Linked DNA regions of Mus musculus: region 2 is linked to region 1. A link is a contact called in public HiChIP or PLAC-seq data. All regions are on one chromosome and are shown on one strand. Each heading gives the region's core, a stretch centred on a gene start, on an enhancer-like site or on the middle of the called end of the contact. The rest is flanking DNA. Distances are from core to core; before and after follow the strand shown. Region 1 holds the start of Ctsh (cathepsin H). Region 2 overlaps Rasgrf1 (RAS protein-specific guanine nucleotide-releasing factor 1).

The links. HiChIP or PLAC-seq counts read pairs in DNA pulled down with a chosen protein or histone mark.
Region 2: an H3K4me3 HiChIP or PLAC-seq map of bone marrow-derived macrophages shows a contact between it and region 1, with 3 times the contacts expected there. The contact joins the enhancer-like site here to the promoter of Ctsh in region 1. A contact is called at or near these places in 6 of 484 Hi-C or Micro-C datasets (CD4 T cells, Kupffer cells, bone marrow-derived macrophages and 2 more), 5 of 115 datasets of contacts at active chromatin or transcription factors (bone marrow-derived macrophages, embryonic stem cells, microglia and 1 more) and 4 of 9 other capture datasets (adipose tissue, bone marrow-derived macrophages, liver and 1 more).

Annotation. Positions count from the first base shown.
Region 1 is chr9:90,052,134-90,057,546 of GRCm38.p6, forward strand. Ctsh (cathepsin H) reads left to right here and starts at 2,134. Exons shown (of 12, transcript NM_007801.3): 1 at 2,134-2,501. The coding sequence starts at 2,417.
Region 2 is chr9:90,012,371-90,018,518 of GRCm38.p6, forward strand. Rasgrf1 (RAS protein-specific guanine nucleotide-releasing factor 1) reads left to right here. Exons shown (of 27, transcript NM_011245.2): 23 at 390-587; 24 at 4,666-4,745. Among named protein-coding and RNA genes, the nearest start is that of Ctsh, 39 kb to the right of the region's middle. Within about 2 kb of position 2,456, at least 19 of the 459 cell types and tissues checked have an H3K27ac peak or open chromatin away from gene starts, as enhancers often do. A contact at or near this core is called in Kupffer cells, adipose tissue, bone marrow-derived macrophages and 1 more, where this site is marked.

The DNA of each region.
Region 1 (5,413 bases), core at 884-3,383:
CCGGGCGTGGTGGCTCATGCCTTTACTCACAGCACTTGGGAGGCAGAGGCAGGCAGATTTCTGAGTTCGAGGCCAGCCTGGTCTACAGAGTGAGTTCCAGGACAGCCAGGGCTATACAGAGAAACCCTGTCTCGAAACCCCCCCCCAAAAAAAAAGAGGAAAGCTAGGGATTTTTATGGGGTAAGGGGCTTAGGGGTGTGGAATTCAGCATAGTGACACACTATTGGCTTATTTAAACATTAACAGAAAGATTACATGTTAGCAAAAGGGCATCAGAAAAAAACAAAAAAACAAACAAAAAAATGGTGGCGCACGCCTTTACTCCCAGCACTTGGGAGGCAGAGGCAGGTGGATTTCTGAGTTTGAGGCCAGCCTGGTCTACAAAGTGAGTTCCAGGACAGCCAGGGCTATACAGAGAAACCCTGTCTCAAAAAACCAAAACCAAAAAAAAAAAAAAAAAAAAAGGGCATCAGAACTTTGTTCCTGTGGGCTGGGGGCTTATCTTGCTCACATAGCAACCAGTTGATGTATGACTTTACCTGGCGTCAAGGGGCAGTAGACAGAGGGGAGGTTCCGGCCAGGTGGTGTTGACCCAGACAAGATAGCCCTGCTTGTACAATCAAGCTGTTCTTAGGACTGTCTTAACAACAGCCCTGTCTGTTCTGCTTTGTTCTCGGCCCCAGGCCTAGACTCATAGACAACTCTTTTACATGAATTACAAGATACAAAATCTCATTTTCTTTCAGAAACACATTGTCTTAGTCAGGGTTTCTATTCCTGCACAAACATCATGACCAAGAAGCAAGTTGGGGAGGAAAGGGTTTATTCGGCTTACACTTCCATACTGCTATTCATCACCAAGGAAGTCAGGACTGGAACTCAAGCAGGTCAGGAAGCAGGAGCTGATGCAGAGGCCATGGAGGGATGTTCCTTACTGGCTTGCTTCCCCTGGCTTGCTCAGCCTGCTCTCTTATAGAACCAAGACTACCAGCCCAGAGATGGTTCCACCCACAAGGGGCCTTTCCCCCTTGATCACTAATTGAGAAAATGCCTTACAGCTGGATCTCATGGAGGCATTTCCTCAATTGAAGCTTCTTTCTCTGTGATAACTCCAGCTGTGTCAAGTTGACACACAAAACCAGCCAGTACACACATCAAGTCAGATATCCTAAAATGGGAGCCCTTTGCACACTATCTGTCCTTGGAGCCATACTCCAGGCCTGTCAGAACCGATCAGTGTAGATTCAGTGTCCACATGTCCAGAGTATCTGAAAGACGTGCCTTTGTGTGGTGGCTTTTGGTTCGGTTTGTCTATTTGGCTATTTGGGGGGGGTGGGGGGGAGTGTGTGTGTGTGTTTATAGGAGTACTAGGCATTGAACTTATTCAAGGCTTATATGAGAGCCTTGTGCATGATGGACCATGCTCGCTGAGTTACATCCGTAGCCTCAGGGCTTCTTAAATAGAATTCTGAAAACTGGTCAAAGCCACTAGACCAGTAGTTTCAACCTCATTTTATGGTGATCCCCAAACCATTAGATTATTTTTGTTGCTATGTCATAACTGTACATTTGATACTATTATAAATTATAATATAAATATCTGTGTTTTTCGATGGTCTTAGGTGGCCCCTTTTAAAGGGTCATTTGACCCCCAGGTAGAGAACCACCTTACTATACTTAATTCTAAAAGACTTCTGGAATCTCTTCCCCCGGCACTAGAAAGACAGAATCTGACCAAAGAATCTCAGGAGAGGAAGGTCATTCTGCCTTCATCAAAATGCCATGGGCTGCCAGGAGAAACTTGTAAAGGAGGCTGAAACAGGAGGGTTACAAGTTCAAAGACAGCCTGGGCTATATGGGGACTGTAAGAAGAAAAAAAGAGCCAGGTGTGGTGGCGCACACCTTTAATCCCAGCACTTGGGAGGCAGAGGCAGGTGGATTTCTGAGTTCAAGGCCAGCCTGGTCTACAAAGTGAGTACAGAGAAACCCTGTCTCAAAAAACCAAAACAGAAGAAGAAGGAAGAAGAAGGAGGAAGGAGGAGGAAGCAACGCAAATGCCTGGAAGCAACCCAAATGCCTGTTGGGGGTGAGCAGTCCAGACAGCCCTCTGGTTAAGTCATTTCAAGCTATAGGGAAGGCCAGGGAGCTATGGTTCAAGAAACCTTCACGGAGACGGAGTTACCAGAGATGGGGACAGACAGGAAACTGGGGATTAGGCTGCGCTTCCTCCCACTTGGCAGGGACTAGCCTTCAGGGTCAGACCCTGAGAACCCTTCTTCCCAAGAGCAGGAGTGTAATGGCCACAGGGGGCAGGAGAGGAACCATCATCACCTAGGCGGAGGCCAGAGTCGCCCCACCTCCTTTCCACAGGCTGGGCTCAGAGGGCACTCGGTGGGACCGGGCAGTGAGCGCCGAGATGTGGGCTGCGCTGCCGCTGCTGTGCGCTGGGGCCTGGCTGCTGAGTACTGGGGCCACCGCCGAGCTGACCGTGAACGCCATAGGTAGGAGGGAGAAAGTGGGGCGCAGGGCTCCGAGGGCACCGGAGGGAGAACAGGGACGGGCTAGTCTCGGGGGACACGCGTCTTGCGTGATCCGAGGAACAGGCTGGCAGGTACCTAGAGTCCTTTTGGCTCAGATCTAGATACAGAAGCCTTCAGCCCCTTCTGCCGGACAGCTAAGGGCACAAAACTTTCCTGTCCCACCACGGGAGGGAGCGGGACATCCCAGCCTGTACTTTCCGTGGACTTGGCCTCCCCGGGGATCGCCCTGCCTGGGTTATTAGTCCGACTGTGCCGTGCTGGGGTGACTCCCTGCCCTGCGGAACATGGGGCACCCACAGAAGTTTTAACCCTAGCGTCTGTGGTGTGCCTGGAAAAAGCTGGCTCGGGAAAGTCGCCTCAACTCTTGGCAAAGTGCAACCGCAGGAGACTAACCAGTAAATATTTTACTGTGTACAACGTTGGTCTCTGTAGCAACTCCTAAAGGCTACAAACGAACCTTTGGAACCTGTGGAACGAACGCAGCTACGGGTAGCTGGTTCTAATAGATGTTTATTTATGGACAGTGAAAACAGAAGTTAAAGCGCGCCAGCCATTTTTAAGTGTAAAGAGCCGGTCAATCAAAGCCCCTGGCTGAGAGTAGATGGTGGTCTGGGATTTCCTAGCCCTGCTGATGGTCCTTCCGCAGGACACACAAAACTTCCTTTAAAAAAAAAAAAAAAGATTTTATTAGCATATATTAATTGTACTTAATAATAAGTTTCATTATTACATTTTCATGAGTGTTTATAATATATCCTGATATATTTCAGCCTTCATTACCCTCTATTGTTCCCCCTCCCATTTCTACTTTCTCTTACCAGCTTGTCTTTCTTTCTTTTTGGTTTTGTAACTCACTGGAACTAGGGCTTTCAGAGAGAGAGATAAATGCCACGTAGCAAATTCATATTGCTGTGCTGACTTGGGTCTCTGGGGATCTCCCGGGCAGTGTGAAGACATCCCAAACGATCCGGACTCAGACTGTATCAGCGAAATCAGTCTAGAAACTTAGTCTCTCTCTCATTTTCTCTCTCTCTCTCTCTCTCTCTCTCTCTCTCTCTTTCTCTCTCTCTCTTCTCTCCTCTTTTTCTCTTTCTCTCTCTTTCTCTCTCTCCCCCTCCCCATCCCCTTTTCTCCTCATTCCTCCCTCCCTCGTATCTTTCTGTGACCCTCTGGGCTTTATTAGGGTTATCAAAAACATGGTCACCTTACCTTACCAGCCACTACACCACTGAAGAAAATGTATCTTTCCTTCCGCGGCCAATCCCCCACCCCCACAACTATTAACTAACCTATAAATCCTCAGGCAGAGATGGGACCCTGAGAGCCCCTCCAGCCTTTTTGGGTTTCTGTTTTTAATTCATTTACTAGCCAAGGATGACCTTGAACTCCTGATCTTCTTGTCTATCCTCCAACTACTGAGATTCCAGGCATGTGTCAAGCCCTATGTAAAAACATTCATTTTAAAGAGATAGCTCAGTCTGTAAAGCCCTTAGTATAAAGGTCTGAGAGCCAGAGTCATCCCCCAAACTGTGTAAAAGCTGGTCAGACATAGCAGCTACCTGTAATCACTGTATTCAGGAGGCAACAATGGAAGGGTTTTGGGGTAAACAAGCTACCTAGACTACCTAGAATCGGTGAGCTCTGGGTTCAATTAAAGACCCCTTCCTCAGTAAAGTGGAGTGCAAGAAAGGAAAACTTGGGACATCTCTGTGAGTATACAGTGCACCATACACTGTGCGCGCGCACACACACACACACACACACACACACACACACACACTGTGCACACACATGTAAAAAAATAAATTGATGAAATGAATTTCATTTAAATCAGAGTAAACTTGGGATGGGTCTGAGGTCCTCTGTGCTTTCATCCACCAACACTGAAGAATTCTGTGGCTTTCTTCCTCTTGTTGGTTTGGAAACCACCACCACCACCACCACCTGCAAGAGGCACAAGTTAGCTATAAATCCTGCCTGCTGAGAAACCTGGTCCTCAGCTGAGATTTGTCTTCTCTGAAGGCCTCAGCCACACAGCAGGCCCTTAACCTGGGTTTGGAATCCCCTGCACCCCCCTCAGACCTTGTCTTAAGGAAATATGCTCCTCTCCCTGCCCCTCCCCCTTATGGTCCTGACTTAGTTTCTGGAGCAAGTCTGGAGCTTTTAGATAGAGATGTAGCTGTCACATAGCAATGACCTTCATATTGCTGCGTTGGCACAGACCCCTAGGAATCCCCTGGGCCAACATGGAACCATCCCAAATGATCTGGACGCAGATGGTGCCAGTGAAACCAGACTAGACCCTTTACTTCCAAACTAGCCATCTGACCAGATTACAGATGCCTGCAATTCAGCACTCAAAGGGCTAAAGCATAAAGATTGTGAATTCAAGGCTAGCCTGGGCTAGTTAGCCAGATGCTGTTCTAAACACACATTCAGAAGATACATTTCCACCCAAGTTTTACTTCTGTAGGTTTAACAATGACTTTTCATAGAGTAAAATGTATTTGGGGAAAAAAATCAAGGTCTTCATAATAATTTTGACTATTGCTTAATCTAGAATAATTTTATAATGATTAGGAAGCAAAGATGATTTTAATTGAACTTTTGTGTTGCAGAAAAGGAGATAGGGTAATTTAATATAAGTATTCTTTCTTAGGCTAAACTTGTGTGAGACAGAAAGGCAGGTGTTCAAGGAGAAGAAAATATATAAAATATTCAACTCTTTTTTTTAATTTATTTTTTTTATTACATATTTTCCTCAATTACATTTCCAATGCTATCCCAAAAGTCCCCCATACCCTCCCCCCCACTTCCCTACCCACTCATTCCCATTTTTTTTGGCCCTGGCGTTCCCCTGTACTGGGGCATAT
Region 2 (6,148 bases), core at 1,206-3,705, 39 kb before region 1:
CTCATTAACTTAAATTTCGAGGTAATTCATAGATCTCTTGTTATTTGGGTGGCAAAAATCTTTGTCACTATTTTTTGCTTATTTTTTAAATCTTATATTATTGAGGTAAGGTCTTACTATGTAGCTCAGGCTGGCCTCAAATTTGACATCCTCCTGCCTAGCCCTCTTAAGTACTGGGATTGCTACCATCCTCAGCTTCACTGTGTTTTTTCATTGAGCATCACTAATTTATAGGGCAATGTCTCCTTTTTATATTAAGCATCTGATAGTTTTCTGGTTCGTCATTTGGGGATTTTTTAACAAGAAATTGTGTCTGTAAATAATGATTCGTTATCTTTACAATATTTATTCCTCATACTTTTTTCCTATCTTATTGCATTGGCTTAAAGGTCAGTAACTTCATTGCTTCAGAAATTATCCGAAACGAGGACATCAGCGCAAGGGCAAGCGCCATCGAGAAGTGGGTGGCTGTGGCCGACATATGTCGCTGCCTGCACAACTACAATGCTGTGCTGGAGATCACCTCCTCCATCAACCGCAGCGCCATCTTCCGTCTCAAAAAGACATGGCTCAAAGTTTCTAAGCAGGTGCGGACAGAAAGCTGGCACTGCTGCCAAAGGGACCTGGGCTGGGGTTGGGAGCAGGGAAACCAGAATTAACAGGCGTGAACAAAGGACTGAGCAGAGGGTTCAGATTTCCAGGAAAACAGTGTCAGTTAAGACCAGATATCCAACCCACAGATGTGGCAGTGGACCTGTGAAACTTCAGTTCCTACTTGGGCAGTTAAGATCCCAAAGTGGGAGCCATAAGGCACCAATTATTGGTACCAATACATCTTCAATGCAAGACAAGTAACTTCCTAAGACTCTCAGCCAGACTTTGAAGAGTAGCTAAGATATTCCCTTCTAAGACTCCAATATCACCAGCCATCCAGATAACTGTAACCTACTGGATAATTGGTAATTTTAAATCTAAATTGATCTCTTTTCATACAGAGCATGATTCTGAAAAAGCATTTAGGTGGATCTTCTTAGGCAATAAAGTTCTGTGCACAGGGCCGTGAGGGGTAGCTCATAAGGAGAAGTCTCTTTAACAAAGCACACTATGAGGCACTTCAGCACTTCCTTGGTGAACTTGGTGCCCCAACCCTGGTTCACACTTCTGCAAGAGAAGAGACAAGCACCACCAGGGATAAGTAAGCCTCAAAAGACGTCTATCAGGTGACAGTGGCATCTGCGGTCTTTTAGCTGAGAGAGCCTCTAGAGGCCTCTAGATTTGCATTCTATATCTCCTTCATTTTCCCTTTATTGCCTGTTTCTTGTTATCTTCCTTGAACCATCAGCGGTTGTGATCTTACCCCTACTAGCACTCCTCTGCTCCATAAACCTTCCAACTTAGATAAGCATCCGAACCAGGAAAGCTTTGTAATGTGCCTGTCTTCTGTCCTTCCCTGCTTTGTAGGCACTCTAGCCCCTGATCACAACTGAGCTACAGTTCAGTTCTATAGGACCACCCCTTTACATTTCAGTGAGACTGGGCCTCTTCCTCATTGGCACACTTGATGCCCAGATCAGAGTTAGAGTCATGGAAGATATCTTTATTGTTAGTAAATCCATGAAGGAATCAAAGCTGGGGACTTCAGGGACAACTGGCCACACGGGCACATGCTATCATAAACTGAAGTCAGGGGTTGAACAAAACCCTGAAGAAGCCCCAAGTCTTCTGAGTCAATATGGCTTGTCAAGGATTAGCCTGTGTCATAGGGAGCTGTTCCAGTTCAATATCTTACTCCTTCCTCCCTGTGCTGTTGGATTATGGCACCTTTTCTAGGGATCCCCTAGACTGGGCTTCACTTCCTGTCCCACGAGACTCTTCCTAGAATGCACATGCTGTATTTCTTGGCTATATTTCCTCAGCATTACCATCCTCGTGGAGTCAAGGGATATGGGGACCATGGCCATTCTGAAATTATCCATTCTCTTCCACAAGAATTTAAAGCAAGAGCAGTTAGTGGTCAGTGTATGTAGCCTGGCCTGCATTCTAGAACATCGTTCAGAAACAGGAGCCAGCAGTCCTGGTCTAATAAAAGTAAAGTTACCTCTGGAAGTACATGCAGGCCTCAACTTTTGCTGGCTGGCTTCTCGGGACTTTCTGTTGATGCAGTAGTTATGCACCTACACTGTACTTGGCTCTGATGGCTTCTGGAAGGCCATGTGCATGGCCCTTCCAACAAAAGACAGGTTCACTATCTCTCTGCAGGTAGTCTGTGGACTCTTGTGACCCAACAAGATGGTCACATTTCCTAAAGACCCTGAAACAAGTCTCGTTTTTATCACTTTCTTCAGTATGTCAGTCTAATTCAATAAAGCATGATGCCAAATGCAGACCAGGCCTACAGGAAGGTCAAATGTGCTTTGAAATTTTGTGTTTCTCCTTTCTGTTCTCAGTTCCCTTCCCCGTCATCTTTCAAACAATCTCTGTCCCTTGAGGAAGTATCTAATGTGACTATGGGACAGCAAGAATACATGCTGTGCCTGTGGTTCCTTACCCAAGGGAAGCTCAATCTGTAGGGACAAAAGCCAGTCTTAAGCTCCCTATGTGCCTTAGCCTCTTTGGGAGGAGATATTCTTCATCACTGATGTCTTCGATTTGATAAGCAGAAAAACAAGGTATTTTGGAGGCCACAGAAGTGTCTTCCTTCTTGACAATGTTCCTGATGTAGACTCTTTGCTTGTTCCTTGATTCCAGTAACATATCTAGAGCTTCTACCTTTTGTGCCCACTGGTGTCCAGAGACCCTCAAGACCCAGGGGCCTACCACCCCAGGGAGCATTAGAAAGTGGGAGCTCTAGGTCTAATCTAAGCACATCATGTGCTTAGGAACACAATAATAAAGCTCTAAGGCCTTCCAAACTCTATCCTGGATAGAGTACAGCAGCCCAAAGACATGTACACAGTAGGCATGAGGCTGTTGAAGAAACAAATTGTGTCCTGCTCAGAGCCATAGATGGTTCCTCCACAGAAGTAGCCTACATAGGGCCAATGAGATAGCTTGGTGGGTAAAGTGGTTCATGTGTAAGCTTTGTGACCTGAGTTCAATCTCCAGAGCCTATGGAAGAAGGCGGACTCCTGAGGCATGTCTTTCAACCTTTACATACATTCACAAGTCACACACACATACACAAACACACACACACTAAAAAATAGCCTGTATGCATGTTCATAGCTTCAAAGTATCCATCTTCCAAAATCTACCATATCTACCCTTGTATTACCCTTAGGGAATATCTAAGGAATGGGGATTTGCTCTTGTGTATGCTGAGGGTGGGTGACAGAGACTGAGAAGGTCCCATATCTGTTGCTAAATCCCCATATCTGACCTGAATCCATCCTGGGTCATTTCTCTGCACATGAGTGGACAAGGAGAGGAGAGGGTAGCTTCATAAGAAGAGTTGGTATGGATAGTCACCAAGACTCTGGCAGAGATTAGCCTACGAATTACAAGGTGCTGAAAGTTGGTTTTAAAGAAAACTCAGTCACGTGCTTTAACTTAGTGTAGATTCTGTTATGGAGTTGCATGTCTGTCATTGGATCTGAATGTGTTTGTGCTTTGAGCAGGGCCAATCTAAACACCGAAGCTCCCACTCTTTCTAGTGAAGGAGCCAAACTAGTCAACATCTCTGTCCTGTCTTCCCCCTCAAAGGGCACACGCTGAGCATCCATCAGCATGGATGTCCACACTGCCATGTTCTGTGACTGCACACACTGTAGCCTGTGACTTGGTCCATCTGGGGTTGATCAGTACTCCTGGTCTTGTGATGGGTGGCCATCTCGGCATGGTTTCTTGGCTACATTCTGGAGTTTGTGGGCCAGATCTGGAGGGGAAATGTAATCCCTCCCTCCCTTTTATAACTAAGGGAAGTGAGCACTTCAAAGAGACATCCCATAGAGCACGTAGAGAAGCGAGCACAGAGACAGTGCAGGGCACTCTCCTGGGAATGCAGCTGTTCTCGCCAGACAACCCCAGCGGCTTACCCTCTGCCCAGCTCATGTGTAGCCCAGGCCTAGATGATCATTTACAGACCCTTTTCGAAGCATGTCACCCTTTCCACCCAAGCCTTTCCCTCTTGGATAATCCGTTCCTCTGTCAACCTTTTCCTCAATTCTTGACCATGGATGGCATTCCTGGCCCACCAGAATAAAGGTGTGAAAAATTGTCAGATCCATTCTGTCCAGCTTGTGGAAATGTCCTAAAGGCTAGCATATACCTCCGTGGCAAAGCATTTACACTGTATGTCAGAAGCCCCAGATTCAGTTCTCAGCACTGAAAACAAAAACTCATGACCGTGAAAATTCTTATTAGTTATTTCCTGCTCTAAATGCATATGCCCTTCACCAAGTCCTTCTAGATCACCAGTTCTAAGAATCTCACCAGTTTCCAGGGTCACTTTGGTGTTCTGGGAAATATATGTGAAGAGAGGTGCTTGTGACAGAGACTGAGCCTAACTCGTAAGGAGATCAGTGATGAGGTTGCGAGGCACAGAAAGTCTTCAAATGCAAATGTGGCCTGGAGCCCCAAGATCAGCTTGTTGGATGATGGGCTAAAGCCGGGGCTTGGGGCCTGGGTGTGTGTTGAATGTTACTAAATGCTTCTGATTCCTTCCAGACGAAATCTTTGCTTGACAAGCTCCAAAAGCTTGTGTCATCAGATGGCAGATTTAAGAACCTCAGAGAGTCTTTGAGAAAGTAAGTGCTGTGTCTTCATTGTTGTGTTTAAAATGGTAGCCCGCATTCCAGAGGCATCTTCATGCAACAATGGGTCCGCGCAGGAGTTCTGCCTGTCCCTCTGCCTACTCACAAGACCTATAGACTCTCCAGACCCCAGCAGTTGATCACTTTGCCATCCATTACCTACCAGAGAAATGCCAGAGCAACTATCCGTGGTTGATCATAGAGTTGGTGCCAGATTTCTTGATTCTTGAATGCAATTTTCCATTTTAGTAACTCCAATAAGCAATATGTAAGTCAGTTTATTTAAGGCTGCTGTTTCTTGTTCGTATGAAGAAATTCTCATCAGAACAAGTGCATACATTACTAACAGTTGCATCTTAGAATCAAAGAAAGGCAGTTTTACCAAGAGTTGATAATTTTATCATCCAGTTTGCAGGGCACCTCCCTGACCATTACCATTGAACCCCCATAGACACTTCCTGGGTTGTGGGTTTCCCAACTCCAGGACTGTTGTCATTTGCACCAGGATGGTTCTGTGTTCAAGAGTTTCCTGGTACATGGTAGGCTTTGTAGGCATACCATGGCCTTGTTCCATGGGATGTTAATAACACCTCTCCACTTAGGACGACCAGAAACATCTCAACACATTGTGAACCCTAACCCTAAGATACCTCGTTCCATCCTGTCTTCTTAAACAAAAGATGGGGAGCACATGCCAGGGTCATGTGGCCACGGCATTAGAGCCTGGATTTGGCCTGCGCTGGTCTCCAAGACCAGTACTCTGCAGTCTGCCTTGGGTACTGTCTCATGTGGTTCAGGTACTGCTGACAAGAAAGCCACAACTTGGCTCACTTTAGCCACATACTCAAGAGATGTGGGCTCTGAAAAGACAAAGCTCTGCTTTTATTACTCCCAAGAGATGGTTTCTTCAGGCGTCGATTCTAGGTTCCACCCTCGTTTGTCCCGGTCTTGCTCCTGGATGGCTGGCTTCTCACTGGACCTTGGAGATGCTGGGCCCCTCTAACTTCCAGGAATACTCTCTTCCCTTCCATAAGGGATTTCTTGACCAGAGCAAGTAAGAGTGCATTGGCCTGGAACAGCCAACAACTCCAGCCCTTGACATTGGCTGGAATGCCCTGCTCACTCTTTCTTCCCAGGCAGCCTCACCTGCCTCCTTTTCTTGCTTCCTTCCTGCCCTACCTCTTATCCATCCTTCACTAGCTCAGTGTGCCATTGCCTTGACCATTTCAACTTTGTTTATGTCCTCAGACAGATGTTGAACCCATCTGTGCTATCCGGCCGTCTCTCCTCCGCCCGGGCTCCCTGGAGCCCTTGTGGACTGTGCTTATACGAAGCTGCCCCTGTGCATTTACCAACTGTCCGTCTGCCTCTGGGCGTTGCTCCATCTGCCTCCTTCA